Linked DNA regions of Mus musculus: region 2 is linked to region 1. A link is a contact called in public Hi-C data. All regions are on one chromosome and are shown on one strand. Each heading gives the region's core, a stretch centred on a gene start, on an enhancer-like site or on the middle of the called end of the contact. The rest is flanking DNA. Distances are from core to core; before and after follow the strand shown.

Evidence for each region. A called contact is a pair of places that touch in the nucleus more often than the background predicts.
Region 2: a Hi-C map of cortical neurons shows a contact between it and region 1. The contact joins two enhancer-like sites. A contact is called at or near these places in 3 of 39 promoter capture datasets (the C10 cell line, cranial neural crest and frontonasal cranial neural crest), 1 of 15 datasets of contacts at CTCF or cohesin (pro-B cells), 3 of 484 Hi-C or Micro-C datasets (cortical neurons, embryonic limb bud and palatal mesenchyme) and 2 of 115 datasets of contacts at active chromatin or transcription factors (astrocytes and embryonic basal ganglia).

Annotation. Positions count from the first base shown.
Region 1 is chr2:37,814,494-37,817,216 of GRCm38.p6, reverse strand. Dennd1a (DENN/MADD domain containing 1A) reads left to right here. Exons shown (of 23, transcript NM_001362973.1): 20 at 213-301. Among named protein-coding and RNA genes, the nearest start is that of Crb2, 40 kb to the right of the region's middle. Within about 2 kb of position 1,321, at least 9 of the 459 cell types and tissues checked have an H3K27ac peak or open chromatin away from gene starts, as enhancers often do. A contact at or near this core is called in cortical neurons, where this site is marked.
Region 2 is chr2:38,619,881-38,622,695 of GRCm38.p6, reverse strand. All of the region lies in intron 5 of Psmb7 (proteasome (prosome, macropain) subunit, beta type 7), which reads left to right. It also overlaps the pseudogene Gm13586. Among named protein-coding and RNA genes, the nearest start is that of Psmb7, 23 kb to the left of the region's middle. Within about 2 kb of position 1,340, at least 69 of the 459 cell types and tissues checked have an H3K27ac peak or open chromatin away from gene starts, as enhancers often do. A contact at or near this core is called in cortical neurons, where this site is marked.

The DNA of each region.
Region 1 (2,723 bases), core at 72-2,571:
AGCCTTTCTGGCTTAAATTCCAGAGAGCATATATATCCATATGCTGTATGTTAAGTGGTGGTGTTTACGTAATAACCAGGAGACCATGGTAGCCCAGGCCTGGAGAACCTGTAACCAAGCCCTCTGGGGCTGTTTACCCAAATGTTCACAGTGGACCTGTGGGGCCTTTTTAACTCACTCCTTCTTGGGGATTTCCCCATGTTCATCCTTAGGTACGGCCTCCTCGTCCACATGTCGTCAGGAGACCCAAGAGCAACATCACTGTGGAAGGCAGGAGGACATCTGTCTCAAGCCCTGAGCAGTGAGTACTATTGCTCCCTCTCATCTCTCCCCAGGAACCCAATGAGCCAGAGCTTTGTGGTGACCAAGCATGTAGCCCCAGCCTTCCTCTTGGAGGCTCCTTTGAAATGCTGAGCAGGTGTTAAATAAGGCCAGACAGGGAACTTGGTCATTGGTGTCAGAGTCTGAGCCTCTGTTGTCACATCAGGAACCTGGGCTGTGCTTTGAGTGGTGCAGCTCAAAGGCAGTCAGCCACATTCCAAAGGAAGCCCCAGGCCTCTTAACACTGAAGAGTCCACAGGTGAGAGTAAGCTGCCTTGTCAAAGAAGCGTTCCTGCAAGGCCAAGCCCCATTGTAGGCTTACTGCTCTTCAGTCTCCACGGCTTGAGCTTATCAGAAAGCATCCTCACCATTGCTCTCTCCTCAGCCATAGCACCTGTGCTATTAGGCCTTTCCTTCAAACTTCCCCCTGACCTAGAGGACCTCTGGACACCCTGTGACCCAGCCTAGAGCCAGCTTCAGTAACATCTTGAGTGGCTGTTAGATAGATGGGAGATGGAACCTGCAAGCTGTAGACAGTTCCAACCTGGAGAGAGAAACACTATTTCCCCTTGTCCTGGTATGCATAGCCCTAGGCTCAGCTATTCACCAGCTTCCTTGGATATCTTTAGAAATACTGTAGATATCACAGATCCATCTTGGCCTAGGGTGGTTTGAGGACTGAGGGGGAAAAACTATTCTTTGTGTGAAAGGGAAGAATGCCTCTCTTTGCAAAGAAGTGGTGCCAAAATAGAAATGATTCCAAAATGTCAGGCTATGGCCTACCTCAGTGTACTTCATTTCTCCCATAATCCTCTGCTTTATAGATCCAGCCTTCCTGAATGGTAAAGACCATTCAGGGAGAACACCAGAGTGGGAAAATATATGTTTATTTCTGGAGATGCTTGGATATGTGAGATTTTGAAGAGGGGATACCTGAAGTGAGGGCATATTTAACTTGGGCTCTACACATTGCTGTGGTGGACATAGTGAGGGACATCTCCTTTGCCGTGGCTTATGACTGCCCCCTTGTGGTGAGAATGCTGCATGGCTCTGGGTTTCCTCTTGCCTTAAAGATTTCTCTTGGAGGGAATGGAATTAGCCACCTCTTCATAGCTGATCTAAGTGTCCTGGGATAGAAACCACGGACCTGTAGCTATTGAGTCTTAAATTAAGGATATCCTTGTATAACACACGCACACATCCCAGACTGGCAGCAGTCCACATCCTATGGAAACGCATTCCCCACTTTGTGGTCCTGATTAGAGATTGGACTCACCACCCACATTTATTTATGCTGTTCCTGTTCCAAACCCAGTGACAGGAGTAATTCTTTAGTGTGTGCAAGAAGCTGGCTGTGTCAAGAAGGTAGCTCTTCCTGGTAATTGCCCTAGCCCGGTCGGCATCACTTCAGTATTTTCGTGTAATGTGCCTGTCTTAGATTTCTTTCCAGAAAGCATCAAGTTGAGATGAACTGGGCAAGAGTGTGGGGGCTGGTTCAGAGGGCTGGCAAACACAGTGACAGGAATCAAAAGACACCTCACTGCAGCTCAGACTGGCCAGCGGGTAGCAAAGGATGTTCTAAGACGTCATCGCTAGGGTTTCTCTTCACATTTTCTTAATGAGGAAGAGGCGAGGCTGTATTCTCATCATGCCAATGACATTTCTGGTGCCACCCGGGTGTTTTCCTGCATCTCTTCCATGCTGCCATCCTCTACCCCCACCCATGCTCCTCCACTTCCAAATGCCATGTCACAACAGCACTTGGATGTGTTTCTCTCAACTGTCACCAGCTCCAGCTGGCAAGACCAAGTTCTTGAAACACAGGAAGCATCCAGCGGAAAATATTTTAATAAAACAGACTCCTCAAATATTGTTCTGGAAGGGAAGGAAAACAGCGCCACCAATCTGTCAGCTCCATGTTGGGAGAGTTGGAAGGAGGGGCTGGGAGGCAGGAGCCAGCATCTAGTGGTCTTTGTGGAGGGTGGCTCCTGGTGGTACACGTGGACTCAGGGCCTGCCCTTTGAACCACTGTGACTTGTCTTGAGTCCTAGTTCTTTATCTCTGCTGAGGATATCAAAGTGTACTGGGCTCTTAGAGGGTTTAGGCTGCAGCTGAAGGGGTGACTCCTTCCTGCCTGTCCCTGAATTCCAACATACTCAATAGTTATCTCTATTCAGCAAGATGGAGCCTTTTAGGAGTTGGGCACTCTGAGGCCCACCAAGCTCCAGCAGTAGCCAGCAGCTCTCAGCTGAGATCCGTTGCTTCCTTTCCTGCTGACACATTTCTGCCCATTGCTCCCTATCTGCATCCATATGTGCACTCATTCAGTAGACATCTCTGAAAACCTGCTAGGCACACATCAAGATGCCGTCAGAGGGATTCCCATGCTGATTCATCTGTTG
Region 2 (2,815 bases), core at 91-2,590, 810 kb before region 1:
ACTTGCAAAGCAGACTAACCCTTGCAAGCAGGACAGGAAGTAGGACAGACACATCTGTAGCAATTGTCACCCTCCATCTTAGTCCATAGGCATGGGGTTAGGTGGCCCTCTGTTTTAAGAGAATGTTTCTTGCCATAACTAGTGGTGTGTCACCACAATACATTAATAAGAAAACCTTTAGCATTTTAAGCCTAGATACCCCCAGATTTTAAGCTTTTCCTGGGAGTGTTTATAACCTGTCAGGTCCATGAGACCTTACAGTTACAATTGTGAGGAAAATCCCCCCCCCCCCCCCCCGTTCCCTTCAAAGGGTATTTTAAATATTTTCTTACATTTATGTGTAGAGAAGGAGCTGCATTGCTTGAGATACTAGTTTTTTAGTGAAGAATGTTGGATGATTGAGAATATATATTTTCCCAGCATATTAACTGGGAATATATTTCCAATAATTTATTGGGAATTAAAAGTCGACCCTGACATTGAAGTACATTTGTTGATGAAAAGGAGGCGTTCTTCCCCTCACGAGGGTTTAGATGTAATACTCAGTGCTTACTCAGGAGTGAAAACATCAAATTAAACTGTTTATGCTGACAAAGGACAAATCTGGATTTCAGCAAGCCATGCAAGATTGTCTGATTGCTTGCCCTGCCGCCTGCCTCTAAAGCTTTTGGCCAAGGCTTATAATGAAATGCATGCATACAATTAAACCTTTTCAAGTCTGTGGCTTAGTCTCTCTGAGCCTGGAGAGGTGCTCCACTGCTCTCTAGTGGCTGAGTGCAGTCCCCTGGCACCAGCATTGCTTTGTATTCATAAATCAGCTTTTCACACACTGGCATTGTTGGCCTCGGTGCAAGCACCAGTACCAGGAGACGAGGCCTTGGAGGCAGGAATGGAGTGAAAAATGACCTCCATCCATAGGTCCGTGGAAAGCACCAGGTTTTCTGCAGGAAGAGTGGCCAGTTGACTAACAATGAGCAAGTGTGAGTAAGCGCTCTGTCAGGAAGAGCTGACACTGATGGATTAGAAAGTTCTGCGTGACTCCTTTATCGCTGCATACATCTTCCACCTTGGCAGACCACAGTGGCAGACAGGTCCTTGGGTGCTTAAAACAGACTGCTCCTTAGCAGAGGCAGCCCTTTTTCCTGTGAAGATCTGGTAAAATTGATTTGGGGAAAAGCAGTGGGGATCCATTTCTTGCTGTCTCTTAGAACTTCTCGGCATTGAGAAAAGAAATTTTGAACACCTTGGTTCCCATTAAAGCTACCACTCAGGGACCCGTGGAGAATGAGTATATCAGGTCACTGCTGGAGGACAGGCAGCTTGTCCCTGAGTCATTACAATAACTAGTTTTCATTGAGCTCTGACTATGCCCCAGCATTCAGCTTTGTACACAGTGTCTTCCTCAGCCTGTAGGAGTCACTGATCAAACGTGAGGCAATGGTACCTTGTGCTCAGAGTGATGTACCCAGAGAGGCCAGGGAGCCCAGAACTGTTCCCTACCTGAGTAGCTGTGTGTTTACAGAGCTTGGGCAACTGGCATGTCCCGAGTTGCTTCGGAATTGGGCCTGGGCTTCCTAGCCTCTGAACTGTAGGTTTAAATCTTCAGTGTACTTATTACTAGCTGCTGTGCTGTAGGAAAATCATTTGAAACAAGTGGAGTATCAGTTCTAGTCTTTAAAATGGGGGCTATCCTCTACACATGGCTTCAGGGCTGAGGACTCTGGGAGCATCAGTCTGAGTTTAAGCCTGGGACTTAGAAGAAGCAGATTTCCTCCTGCCAGATTCTTAGAGCTTGGGTAGCAGCACAGTGTGGAGAAGCCTTTCAGTTTTGATTTCTCCAGTTGTCCAGTAACAGTGAGTATAGAATTGTTACGTTTGATTTAGTATTTAAGCAAACATTGATATATAAAAGAATATACCTCTCAAAACTAAAACCGCATACATTCTGTGTTAATGCAAGCATTTTAAAGCATACAGAGCAAGTAAATGGCTGTGAGTTTTCACAAGACGTTCAGAATTTATTCTGAATTCTTACAGAAAAACAGGTTTAGGCTGAACCATAGGTTGAGCATCCCAGCTCTGAAGTGTGAAATTGGGGATCTTGACTGCAGGTAGACACCACACTGGACTTCATGTGACAGGTTGCAGTGGGAACTGAGATCCCCTTACGTATTGCATAAAATTACCTTCAGGCTATGTGTATAGGTTGCATATGAAGCAGATGATTTCATGTGTAGACTTGGGTCCCATCCCAAGATATCTCATTATAATTGTATGTATGCACATTTCCCCAAATCCGAAATTCAAATTATTTTTGATCCCAATCATTTTGGATAAAGGCTATTCAATCTGCACTAATGCTGTTAAGTACCTTCTGAGGTTTCAGAAAATTAAGACTTAATTTTATTTTTGAAAAATGTGGCTATTGTAATATAAATACTCTAAGAACATATGCCTAAGTGTCAGTGCTAGACAATAACAATACATTTAATCATTGAAAACATTAACTAAAATTCAAATATATTTTTTGAGTTTTTAAGTAAAATGAAAGTTATAAAGCAATACAGATTGTATTCAGATGTGTGGTGATTAGGCTCACTGTGAGCATTAGCTCAATGCTCGACTCACTTACTAACCTTGACTTTAGCATTTGGCTTTCCTGTGTAAGACAGGTGGTGGAAGGGAGAAAGCCCTGTGACTCTCAGGAGGACGGTGTAGGACATTGGCATGGTGCTCGCCTGGCATGTGTGAGGCCCTAGGTCCCATGCCCAGTACTACAGATACAAACAAAAGAAAAAAGAAAAGTGGAGTTGGA